3 separate regions of the Sus scrofa genome follow, and all the other regions are linked to region 3. The links are chromatin contacts, called in public Hi-C maps. All regions are on one chromosome and are shown on one strand. The core of a region is the stretch at or near the end of the contact, and the rest is flanking DNA. Distances in the headings are between cores, read along the strand shown.

Region 1 (4,120 bases), core at 1,318-3,817, 170 kb before region 3:
CTCAGAATCCTCCAGGCTATTCCACATCTCTTCATCTTTTCCCTCTGCTCCTTCTAGCCCCGAGATGTTGCATCCTCTAGGATGCTCTCCTGACAGCAGTATCCTCTCCCACCCCACAGGGAGCAATGAGCACTCTGTCTGTGTGTCCCAGTGGTCTCCTAGTGTGTGTATCCAACTCAGGACCTGGGCCATTTTCCTGCCCTCCTCTGTCTGCCAGGTCTACCAGCTCTCCTGGGGCCTGGGTCGAATCTGATTCCTGCTTGGAGCCCCGGGACCTGGCACAGTCCCAACACTCTGTAGGTGTCAGTACCCTGTACCCTGGCCCTTATGTAATCTGGCAGTTAGGCCAGAAGCACTAGAATAGTTTCTCCTCTTTTGTGTTTGCCCAAGCCATTGCAAAATCCTCCTGTGTGTGTTTTTCTGCAGCTTTCTCATTTTCTAATCTATTTTCCATGACCCACCAAGTGTGTTATTTCCCCAAACACAAACCTGATCATGTAATCCCTTTGCTTCAAGTTCTGCAGTGTCTCTCAGTTGTTTACAGAAGAAAGTTCAAATGCCTTTGCATGACCCTTGAAGCCCTGCAGTCCGACCTGGCTTTCCTGTCGTTCTCATTTCCTTCCATAATTCCTATAGAATCCGAGAGCCAGATTCATCCGGGTCATGTGTGCCCAGGTCTTCACAGCTCTAGGCTTTTGCTCAGTCCAGCTTCAGATGTCCCTCTTTCCTTATTCTCCATTGGCAAACTCCTATTCACCCTGTGAGCCCCAAATCAAATGTTCGCTCCTGTATGAAGCTCTCCCTGATGTCCACAGGCAGAGTGAGCTTGCTCTGCTGGGGCTCCCCTGGGCCACGGCTCTGTTTCTGCACTTACCACTCAGTGCAGTTACTGCTCGCTTCCCCATCTACCTTCTTCGTGTGGTCAGAGGATCTCCAAGGCAGGAACCCAGCTCCTGGCAAAGGACCTGATGGAGAAGTAATAATGGTCAGAATAGCTCACCCTTAGGACAGCTTACTGAGTGTCATGCATGTACTTTCAGTTCATTAGCTCATTTAATCCTCATAACAACCACAGGAGTAGATACTATTATTATCATTCCCATTTTACAGAGTGTGGCATAGTTTCGAAGTGTCAAAGCGGGGATATGAACTCAGGCAACCTGGTTCCAGAGGCCATGCTGTCTACACTATACAGATAATGTTTGCAAAACCAATGGTAATTCATAGCGAGTTATGGGGGGGGGAGGTGGAGAGTGGCTTTAGTCAATAAAACGTGATAAGACTTGATTCCTACCCTACTTGAGTCACATTATTCCTGGGCCAGGCTGGGTTGACCAGGGTGTCACTTGAGATCTGGTCTGCGGCTTTTACTGAGATAACAGAGCTGTCGTCTCTTTTCCAGCAGGTGACCCCATGCTCGCCCGCTCCTCTCGTTACACACACAAGCCTCAGCCTCCTTCTTATTTTTCCCGGATTCCCGGATTCTGCTCTGCTTGCCCAGTCTGGAAAAATGACTGGTTGGCCTGCAGCTCAGGGAGTGGTGCCCCCTCTCCCTTTTGCATCCTGGGCCCCCTCCTCTTCCCGTGCATGGCCCTGGCCTTACTCAGAGCCAAATCACAGGGCTCAGGGGCCAAGCCACGTGGCTGTCCACCCCGGCCACCTACTGACTCCAGCCTGCCAGGCAGAAAGGACCCAGCCAGAGGCAAAGATAGGAGCCAGTGTTCTCAGCCTCAATTTTCTCCTTTTTCAGATTGCCATGTTCATCCTGCTACTGTGAGGTGTCACAGCAATGTGTACATGAACTCCTGCCCAATGCCCAAGGCTCCTGCTGTCTCCTGGGGCTGTGGACACAGGGCAGTAGGCTGAAGCCCTATGGAGGGAGAGAACACCCTTTGGTAGCTGTCGTGGGCCTGGCTTTTTTCTCCAGATTGGAGCCACCATTCTGCCCTGGAAATTATGTTGAATCACCCTTCCCCCGGGGAAGGTGGCCCACCTTAGCTGATCCCTGCAGCCCCTCTGCTCCTATACTCGCCCTGCCTTCTCCTCACACCCGCTTCCTATGGTTTGTTCTTAGATCTCCTTTGTCTGCTCTTCACATGACATGGTTCTGCCCTCAGACTCTCAGGTTGAACGTTCCCCCAGACAGAGGCTGTGTCTCCCCATCAAACTGGCATCTCCCACGAGCAGTGGGAGAAGGGACTCTCCCAGTTGATGGTATGAGAAAGAAGAGCCTTGGTGGGCTTCATCCTTATTCTTCCCCCCCACCCTCCCAATCAGTGCCCAAGGGTAGCCGGGGACCTTGGGGCCATGTTGAGGTGCTCTGTCTAAAACAGAGCATATAGAACAATCAGGGAGCCAAGACCTGGAACGACTATCTGAACCCACAGATTCATGGTAAAGGATAAATACTTTTTATAGTTGTGGCTCACGAAATGGCTCGTGGAAGAATCCAGAGCATTGTTATGAAGTGTCCTCGCCAAGAGACACTGTGTTTCCTTTGTACTGTTTACACTGGCCTTGGCGGCCCTCAACAGAGGATTTAGCCAAGGGAGCTCTGAGCTGAGGGCTGCAAGCTAGTTAAGTCATTTACTGGGCACAAATGATGCCGCTTTGATCCAGTCACCTCTCGACAGTGAGCTGATGCGGCCATCCCAGCCAGCTCTTAGAAGACCATTGTGGATGCTCTTTCTTGGGAGGCATCTGGAGTGGGACTGGGGCTGTGCGGCAAGACCCCAGAGACTCCAGACTGCGGCCTCTTGATACCTGCCCCCTACACCCGTGTGGCTCTGGAAGCTGCCTCTTGATGATCTTGGGATCTTAGGACCTGCTGTCCCATCCCATAAGGCTGTCCTAAGGACAGAACACGGCTTTCAGGCTGGAAACAGTGATGCTAATGGTGGAGCAGCCCATCTTGGCCCACCCCAGGTGTGGGGAATTTTCAGGCCCAGTTGAGCCAAGCCACAGAATGAAGGCAAAAAGGCAAAACATGTTTTGGAAGGTGGCTGGCAGCCCCGACTGTCTGCTCCATGGGCCAGGGCTCAAGGAGAAGCAATGGAGTAGCAAAGGGGTACCAGGAGTTGGAGGAAGACAGCCTGGGGGAGTGTGGTGGCTCTGCTTTCATTAGTGCCACCCAGCAGGGATGGCTTTCCACCCCACCTTGCCTTCATCCCCCCCAGTCTTCATTAGCCTAGCACTTTAAGCTGAAATGACCTTGTGGGGAAGTTCTTCCTTCAGTCTACCTTGCTTCTCTCCTGCTGGAATTCAGACTTCTTTCTTATATTCAGAGCTTTATTGGAGAAAAGAGAAGCCCCCTCCTGCCTTAAGCAGTATGTGGATTTGAAGAGAGGTTTGGGTTCTGGAGACAGGTGGTGGGTGAAGGGTGGTGTTGTCATTAGGGCTATTAGATCTTGAACGTTAGGTCTGTCTGCTCTTTCTGAGTGCAGTAGCTTTCTGGGCTGGCAGCCAACCTCCCTCCTGTTTGTTCTGGGGAGAGGAGGCAAGGAGTGAGACGGAGGTGTGGGGAGGAGTGGGCAGGAGGAAGGGGAAGATGGGCTCAGAGGGGAGCCAGCTCTCTGCCCTTAGCCTTTCAGCTGGATGTTCCCCCAGAAGGAGGCTGTGTCCCCGTCCCACGAGACCCCCATTTATGAACCTGACTTATGATGGGCCCCCTCCCGCGGAGGCACGGGAGTATGATATGGATCATCTGGTCGGTGAGGCTGTCACACTGACTCTTGTTGTCAGAAGACCCTGCTTCTCCCTGTCCCCCAGTCCCAGCTGTCTCCTCTGGTCCCCCATCCATCCCATCCATCCCTTCATTTCCTCTCCTTTTCCTCTTCTTCAGGCTGCTCACTTTATTCGCCTGTCCTTGCTCCCAGCTTCTTCCTCTCTCTAGCCGTTGGGCTCCTCTTGTGGCTGAGCTCAGGGAGGGGATATGAAATTCATTAGCGGCCACATTGCCGTGGCATGAAATCATCCTGGCCCTCCCCTCCAGCAGCACTCCCTCTCCACCCGGCCCTCACAGAGCCCCAGGCGCCTCTGAGCCCTGCAGCTCTGCCAGGACTCTCCCAACCCATCAGTGCAGCTCCCAATGCTTGGACTCCACCCGGTCCCTGTGACCCAG
Region 2 (4,097 bases), core at 1,513-4,012, 150 kb before region 3:
GCTGAGGCCTATACCACAGCCACTGGCAACACCATATCTGAGCCACATCTTGGACCTGTGGTGCTGCAGATTGCATTAACTCTGGATCCTTAACCCACTGAGCAAGGCCAAAGATCAAGCCCACATCCTCACGGACACCATGTCAGGTTCTTAACCTGCTGAGCCACAGTGGAAACTCCATCCAGAGGTTTGACTCTACCTGAAGAGTCTGAGTGGGGAACGTGGATTTAGTAACTCACCTGGTGGTTGGGGTAGATAGTAAACATTTTGGTAAAAATTGAGCAAGGGTAACAAGCTGCCTAGGAGACAGGTCTGGCTTAGAATAGGGGCTGGCGTCTGGGCTCCTAAAGAGTATATTGAGAGACATGGGAGTAAAGCAAGTTTTCTTGTTACAAGCTTGAAAGTTCCAGAATGTCACTTCTGTCACATTCTATGAAGCAAGAAAACCATTAAGGGCAATCTTGATCTCTTTTGAGGAATAGCCAAGATTTGTGACTGTCTTTAATCTACCTCACCTTCATGTTTGCCAGAAAGCTCAGAGTGGCACCTGACTGCTTTAGGGCATATAGTTGTTAGATACTCTATGGTTTCCTGTGGCTGGTGTCACAAATTACCACAAGCACAGTGGCTTAAAACAACTGATGTATTCTCTACGGTTCTTGGGGTCAGAAGTCTGAAGTGTGTCTTAGAGGTGAAGATCAATGTTTCAACAGAATTGTGTTTCTCCTGAAGGCTCTAGGGGAGAATTTATTTCCTTGTATTTTGCAGCTTCTAGAAGCTGCCTATAGTCCTTGGCTGTGGTCCTGTCCTCCGCAGTGAGAACATACCCTTCGATCCCTGATATCCTTACACCTCCTCTCTGACTTTGACCCCCTTGCTTCCCTCTCATATGCACCGTTATGATTAAAGTGAGCCCACCCAGATAATATAGGGTAATCTCCCCATCTCAAAATCCTTAATCCCACTTGCATGGTCCCTTTTGCCATGGAAAGTAACATATTCATAGGTTCTCAGGATTAGAATGTGGACATTGGGAGGGAGGCATTATTCTGTTAACTACGCATATTGAGCCTGACCTGGAACACAGACTTCCAGCTCATGAAGTGCTTTTTGTGATAGTAGGAGGAAAGGCAATTACCTATTGCCTCAAAAATGCAGCATAACTGACCAACCCCCAAACTCAGGCCTTCAAATTCTAAGCGTTCATTTAGCTCCAAGCCTGTAGGGTGCTGAGTGGTTCTCATCTTCCCTGGCCCTGCTCACAAATGTGTGGGTCAACCCTCCTGGGTTGGGATAGTTGAGACAAATTGGATCCTTTCTGCATGTCTTGTGTCCTCCGTAGCCCAAGCTTATTTTCATGACAAGGGCAGAAGTGCAGGAGCCCCAGGAAAAACTTGCAAGTTTTCTGTAATGTTTCTGCTGGACTCACATCTGCCAACAAAATGTTGGTCAAGACAAATCACACAGTTGGGGTCAGGGTAGATCACCTAAGATTTCACCATGAAGGATGTGGTTACAGAGAGGGATGAAGAATCAGGACTCTGAATTAACTTCCCTCCCCCTGTGACATAGTTGTTTCAGTTCCAGGCGCCAGCGAATACAAAGCCCACCAATGAACATGTGTTCTGAGCTTGCAAGGGCCAGAGCCACGGGGGCACTCTCTTCTCCTGAGGTGGCTACATCTGCGTATTTATCCCATCCCACAAATTCTTCTTACCAGATGATTGGAAATCCTCCCAGAGAGAGGCAGGTTTTATGTTCCCTCCCCCTTGAATTAGCAGGAGGGTGGGATTACCCCAAACAATAGAGTCCAGCAGAAGTGATGCATGTGACTTTCAAAGATTAGGTCACAAAAAGCTTCATTTTTTGCCTGGCTATCTCTGTCTCAAGATGCTCACTTTTGGAAGCCAGTAACCATGTTGTAAGGAAGCTCAGGCCTCATGAAGAGGTCCCCTGGATGAGGAACCAAGGCCTTCACCTAAGAGCCAGCCGCAAGTGGCAGCCATGTGACTAGGCAACCTTGGAAGTGCGTTCTCCAAACCTAATCATGTCTTTAGAAACTTCAGCCTTGGCTGACATTTTAACCACAACCTCAAGAGAGCTGAGTCAGAACTACCCAGGAAAGCCACTCTTGGATTCTTGATCCATAGAAACAATGAGAGATAATAAATGACTATTGCTTTAAGTCATTAATATTTGAGATGATTTGTTATGCAGCATTAGCTAACTACTACAGACCTATTCATGAGGCTTGGGACAGAATGAGAATAAACATGGTCTGAGACTTTATAGAACCTACAGTTTCCAAGTGACTAAACAAACACTAATGGAATCAACAACCGTATATGTCTTAGACAATGTGGCCTGTTATAACAGAACACCATGGACTGGGTGACTCATAAACAATAAGAATTTATTTCTCATCCTTCTGGGGGTTGGGAATTCCAATATCAAGTTACCAGCAGATTTGGTATCTGGTAAAAACCCACTTCCTGATACACAGACAGCTGTCTTCTCACAGTGTCTCACACGACAGAAAGGACAAGGGAGTCCCCTGGGTCTCTTTTATAGGGACACAGATCTACTCATGAGGGCTCCAACCTCATGACTGAATCACTTCCCAAAGGCCCCACCACCAAATACCATCACATTGGCAGGTTAGGATTTCGACATATGAATTTGGGTGGGGGAAACAAAGTTTCAGTCTATAGTAATATAGAAAGTATTTAATACAGTCAGGATATGTTAGGGTTGCCAAGAGGAAGGGTGGGTCAGAGATTGGGTGACCATATTTTCCCAACTCAAAATTGGGGCAGTTAACTGGTCAGTTATAACTTGGAATTGGAACAAAGTATTCACATCAGGACTGACCAAAATAGTCAGGTGGGTCACTTTGTCCAGCAGTTGTCCTGCCCAGTTGAGGCTTGATGTGATCTGTGGTGACAGCTACTGTGATGAGGAAAAAATGATGCCTGTACGAATATTTTCAGCCTTCCGCCCTCTCCCCTGCCTAGGAGAGAGCGGTTAACCCAGTCCTCTTCCTCCCCTCCTCTCTCTCCAGGGAGCATCTGTTGATTTTGGGCTTTTGTGTTGCAGAATCAGGAGGAAAGTGGCAAGAAGGAGAAGGGATGTGTGACTGGAGCTGGAAGAGGAGTTTAGGGGTAGGAATTTTGGAAAGGAGAGAGGCACAGGATCAGAGTTGGTATGTAGAGAAATACATGGGAGAGGAAAAACAGGATTTTAAGGAGTATTGCTCTGATCCTCTTCAGAGTATTTGAGAATGCATACAGATATCCTGAGTTATTTTGAAACATCTCTTGGTTACCAGGCTGAGTTTATTGGAAAGCAACGGCTTTGAGAATGGACCGTGTGGGCTCTCTGGGTGCTGCACGTGACTTCACAGCAGAAGCGGGTGGGGTGTGCTTCTATGCATTGGAGACATTTGGGTCAGTGACTATGAGGGGAAGAGGCCAGAGCCAAAGAAATAGTTCATCTGTCCCAGGCTGGGATGTCCGTGTGACTTGTGGCCTGGAGAATTTGGGCTGCCCCAGGTCCAGCTGTGTCCAGATGTGTGAAAGAAGCTCAAAGGCTTAGGGCTTTTAAAGACCCGTTTGTGTGTGTCGTCACTGACTAGTCTGGCTGTAGCCCCTGGAGCAGCTCAGGGAGAGGAGGTGGAGGGGAGGGGCCGGGAGGGAGCTTGACCGGCTCTCAAAACAGAGGGAACTGGGCTGGAGGGAGAAGCAGGAGTTTTGCTGGGCCCTGACCTGAAACTCAGAAGTAAAGCCAGGGAGAAAATTGCCCTGAGAGTAAGGGTATGTGGGTAAAGTGCTGCCTCAATTTCCTGGAATTTATCAAGGATTTGGGAATAAATTGTGGTTCTTACACCTATTTGTTCCTCAAACCCAATACCATGCCTAACAGGTTGTGACTGCTCCATAAAAATTGTTAGAGGGAAGAAGGGAAGGAAGGAAGGCTGGTTGGATATGTGATCTCCTTTCAAAATTAATTGGCTACCTAATTAAGACATGACATTGTTCTCACTGAAATCTAATTTCTCCTGGAGGCAAAATTGCTGTAGAAGACCTTAATTTCAGTCC
Region 3 (4,789 bases), core at 1,504-4,003:
AGCCCAGTTCTTGCGACAGAAGGAAAATAGACTCCAGCAAATCTTCTTGGAATGATCTGTTTATTCAACAGAGTACTTAGAACACTTACTCTATGCAAGTTCTAGATGCTGGTGATACAGAAGTGAGCAAAACAGGCAAAATTTCTGCCCTTTTAGAGCTTATCTTCTACTGGGGATAATAATAAATAAAATATGTATTTCCATTGGTGTTAAAGAGGGAAGCAGGATAAAAAGTGTCAACAGGAGTTCCCGTCGTGGCGCAGTGGTTAACGAATCCGACTAGGAACCATGAGGTTGCGGGTTCGGTCCCTGCCCTTGCTCAGTGGGTTAACGATCCGGCGTTGCCGTGAGCTGTGGTGTAGGTTGCAGACGCGGCTCGGATCCCGCGTTGCTGTGGCTCTGGCGTAGGCCGGTGGCTATATCTCCGATTCAACCCCTGGCCTGGGAACCTCCATATGCCGCGGGAGCGGCCCAAGAAATAGCAACAACAACAACAACAACAACAAAAAAGACAAAAGATTTAAAAAAAAAAAAGTGTCAACAGCCAGCATATTGTTGAAAGTTTAGGCTTCTGGAGAGGATGGCTTGTTTTTTGTTTTTTTTTTTTTGTTTGTTTGTTTGTTTTTGGCTGTTCCCCATGGCAGGTGGAATTTCCTTGGCTATGGATCCATCCCATGCCAGAGCTGTAACAAGAGACACAGCAGTGACAACACTGGATCCTTAACCTGCTGAGCCATGAGGAAACTCCTGGGAGGGTGGCTTTTACTGAAGACTTTAAGTAAGAAAGGGAGGCATAAGGCTTTCTGGAGAAATCGAATTCTAGGCAAGTGCAAAGGCACTGGGGCAGGGTGGGACAAGGCGGGTCTGAGTTACAGCATGTTGCTCAGTGTGGCTGAAGCTGGGAGCACAAGGGGAAAGGTGAGGAGATGGAATCAGAGGTAGCAGTGACCTTGTTGGCCACAATGGGGACTTAGGCTCTTACTCTTAGTGAGGTAGGGAAGCCAAAGGGGAATTGTGGCAGAGGAGCAACCTGATCTGACTCATATATACATTTTTTTTTTTTTTTGTCTTTTTAGGGCTGCACCTGTGGTGTATGGAGGTTCCCAGGCTAGGGGTTGAATTGGAGCTGTAGCTGCCAGCTTACACCACAGCCACAGCAACGTGGGATCTGAGCTGCTTCTGCAACCACAGCTCACTTCAATGCCACATCCTTAACCCACTGAACAAGGCGAGGGATTGAACCTGCATCCTCATGGATGCTAGTCAGATTTGTTTCTGCTGAGCCACGACGGGAACTCCTGATCTGACTCATATTTTTAAGGGATCCCCTGTGGCAGCCGTGTTGAAAATAGATGAGTGGGTCAAGGGTGGAGGCAGGGAGACCAGGTCAGAGGCCCGCAAAATATGACCATGGGAAATGATGGTAGTTTGGATTGGGTTGTTAGCAGTTGAAAGCTAAGAAGTGGCTGGATATTTTAAAGGAAGAGCCTTCAGGGTTTGCTGATAAACAAAATATGGGTTGTGAGAAAAAAAAAAGTATGTGCCTCTGCTAGGAAATCCTTTATATGCAATATCATTAAAATTTCTCAATAAACATATAAGTGAGGTTCTATCATTATATTCTACTTTACAGATTAGGAAACTGACAGAAGGCTAAGTGACTTGAAAAATCCTGTGGCTAGCAAGTGGTAGAGCTGGTATTTAAATCCAGTCTTCCACCAAACAGACCTTAGCAGCTATACTGTAAAAATCTCATCCATTCACTCAACAGATTTCTAGGGCACATCTACCCTGCAGCAAGCATTAGCCTAAATTTTGGGGGTGCAAAAATGAATGAAAGACAGTTCTTGACCTTGAAGAATGTATGGTTTGGAGGAGGAGACAGATAGGAATAGAAAGACAGCAGTGAGGTCACAGACACGGCTTGAATCTGGTGCTGGGGCATAGGCCTGGGAACCACCATACATTTTTAGGGTGCAGCCCTAAAAAGATAGAAAGAAAGGAAAGAAGACAGACAGAAAGAAAGATAGACAGACAGTAGTGAGGTAAGTTTGCAGAGTCCTAAGCCCTCCGAGGAGTGGGCAACTGTGCCCACTGGGCTGGAGACTGAGTAGGACTCTGCCAGAAGAGAGGATGCCGAAGCATTCCTGGCTGAGGGAACTGCATGTGCCAACAAGGGAAGTCTAAGGGGTCGGGAGCTGTCAGAGGTGTGCACTACAGTACTTTGCATTAGGAGGAGTTCAGGGAGTCCTGGGAAGCTGGGCAGGCAGGTGAACTGGAAGGAGCATACCCGAGGACAAGGTGAAATCGCTCCAGTCTTCCAAAGGGCAGAGAAGTGGTCAGATCCGTTTTCCAAAGATCTCTCTTCATGTGGCAGGTGGATGCCGGGAATAAGAAGACATAATTTTCCCTGCTTCAGGATGATGTGATCTGGGAAATCTGGCAAGTTGGCAAGGAAGGGCATGTTTCCAGGAAACAAACAGTACGTTTGTTCCAGGGCACGTTTCCCATGCCTGCGTGTCTGTGTGTGTGTGTGTGTCTATAAATACACACAGCACTCAGCTGGAGTCTTACACAGGGTCATGACAGCATCCTGCCACACTCCCTGAGCTGTCTCTGCTGTCTTCTTTCCTCTTCTGGGCAAGGCTTAGCTCCGTAAAGCACGCAATTCCACCACCCAGCAGGCAGGGAGGGCCAGAATCTGACCTCTGTCTTATCACTTCCCCTAGGACTCGAAAGCGAGCATCTAAACTGTAAAGTTTGGCCAAAGGAGGAAATGGGGCACTGTTAGAACAAAGCTCAGTGTGGACTGACTCTCCAGGAGTGAGAAGTGGGGGTCTGTTTCCAAAACTGACCCACATCCAGTGGTTCGAGGACCATGCTGGTAGTGATGGTATGAGAAGACAGCTATAGCTCCTTGTCCCATCCACCTCTGTGAAGGATCAGATTAAAGGAGGAGACAGAGAAAGACATTACATACATATCTCTCTCTCTATGCACATACGTATGTACGTATGTGTATATATAACATATATAGATGCACAGATATACACATATATGTTTATTTATATATATGTAGATAGACAAAGACAGACACAGGAAACAGGGACAGAGACAGACAGAGACAGAGAGATGGGGCAGCCGAATATTAACTCTGACAATCTTCAAGGCCCCAGCTAGGGCAGCTCTGCTAAAACTGGTGCACAGAACTGATGGTTTTTTTTTGTTGTTGTTAATTACTCAGTGAATTTTATTACATTTATAATTGTACAACGATCATCCCAACCCAATTTTATAGCATTTCCATCCCAAACCCCCATCCCATCTCCCCACCCCCAACCTGTCCCCTTTGGAAACCATAGTTTTTCAAAGTCTGTGAGTCAGTATCTGTTCTGCAAAGAAGTTCATTGTGTCCTTTTTTTAGATGCCACATGTAAGTGATAGCATATGGTGTCAGTGTCTCATTGTCTGACTGGCTTCACTTAACATGATAATTTCTAGGTCCATCCTTGTTGCTACAAATGCCATTATTTCTTTCCTTTTAATGGCTGAGTAATATTCCTTTGTGTATATGCCACCACATCTCCTTTTTTCACTCCTCTGTCGATGGACATTTAGGTGGTTTCCATGTCTTGGCTCTTGTATATAGCGCTGCAGTGAACATTGGAGTACACGTATCTTTTTGAGTCATGGTTTTCTCTGGATAGATGCCCAGGAGTGGGATTGCTGGATCAAACGGTAATTCTATTTTTAGTTTTCTGAGGAATCTCCATGCTGTTTTCCACAGTGGTTGCACCAATTTACATTCCCACCAACAGTATAATAGGATTAACATTGTTTATAAACTCCTATTGTTTGTAGATTTTTTGATGATGCTGGTACACAGAATTGATGCTGATGTGCAAACGGAGTCCAGCCTAGTTCACCTTCCACAACCCCAGCTTAGAAATTTGTATTGGTTTCTCCCCCACCTTGTCAGTGCAGGAAAAACAAAACAAAACAAGACAAAACCAAACAAGAGTGACAGTGAAACAGGAAAACTCAGACTCACAGGGATTCTTACAGTGAAGTTTCCTCCCCAAGGGCCTCCTCACCCCTCCGTTCCAGGCCAAGGGGGAAACCAGCCCTTCCTGAGCCCCATCCCAGCCGTCAGGGCCTGGTGGCAGGGGTGGGGGCTGGGGGTAGGTGCTGGCCACCTACCTGCCCCCTGGAGCACTAGGATTTGGAAAGGTTCACTGGGCAGCTAAAGCGAGCCCTCTGCAGGCCAAGCTACCCTCCTTAACCACCCAACTTAACAGGAGCCCCAGGGACTGTGCCTGCCTTGGTTGATTATTGAGTCCTGTTCTCCTCATGACTTTAGAGGGAGGGATATGGTATCTTCCCTCTTAGGCCCCAGCCTCTGCATCTGTAAAATGGGAATAAAAACATCTGCTACCATGTGATTTCGCTTATATATGGAATCTGAAAAAAAAAAAAAAAGCAAAAAACAAGCTCACAAATACAGAGAATAGGGTCGTGGTTGCCAGAGATAGGGTTGGGTAAAATGGGTAAAAGGGGTTAAAAGGCAAAAACTTCAAGTTATTAAACAAATAAATCATGGAGAGTGATACAGCATGGTGACTGTAATTCATAATACTGTATTGCATATTTGAAAGTTGCTAAGAGGAATTCCCTGGTGGCTCAGTGGGTTAAGGACCTGGCATTGTCACTGCTGTGGCTCTGGTTACATCTGTGGCGTGGGCTTTATCCCTGGCCTGGGAATTGCCACATGATGTGGCCCCCCCCAAAC

What was found. Hi-C and Micro-C count contacts between places; a contact is called where the count stands out from the background.
Region 1: a Hi-C map of liver shows a contact between it and region 3, with 4 times the contacts expected there. The contact joins two enhancer-like sites. A contact is called at or near these places in 5 of 47 Hi-C or Micro-C datasets (liver and skeletal muscle).
Region 2: a contact with region 3 is called in a Hi-C map of embryonic fibroblasts, with 2.3 times the contacts expected there. The contact joins two enhancer-like sites. A contact is called at or near these places in 9 of 47 Hi-C or Micro-C datasets (alveolar macrophages, embryonic fibroblasts, heart right ventricle and 4 more).

The regions. Positions count from the first base shown.
Region 1 is chr9:64,177,853-64,181,972 of Sscrofa11.1, reverse strand. No RefSeq gene overlaps it. Among named protein-coding and RNA genes, the nearest start is that of PRELP, 11 kb to the left of the region's middle. Within about 2 kb of position 2,567, at least 29 of the 83 cell types and tissues checked have an H3K27ac peak or open chromatin away from gene starts, as enhancers often do. A contact at or near this core is called in liver, where this site is marked.
Region 2 is chr9:64,155,821-64,159,917 of Sscrofa11.1, reverse strand. No RefSeq gene overlaps it. Among named protein-coding and RNA genes, the nearest start is that of PRELP, 33 kb to the left of the region's middle. Within about 2 kb of position 2,762, at least 16 of the 83 cell types and tissues checked have an H3K27ac peak or open chromatin away from gene starts, as enhancers often do. A contact at or near this core is called in embryonic fibroblasts, omental adipose tissue and subcutaneous adipose tissue, where this site is marked.
Region 3 is chr9:64,003,350-64,008,138 of Sscrofa11.1, reverse strand. No RefSeq gene overlaps it. Among named protein-coding and RNA genes, the nearest start is that of BTG2, 28 kb to the left of the region's middle. Within about 2 kb of position 2,753, at least 34 of the 83 cell types and tissues checked have an H3K27ac peak or open chromatin away from gene starts, as enhancers often do. A contact at or near this core is called in embryonic fibroblasts, liver, omental adipose tissue and 1 more, where this site is marked.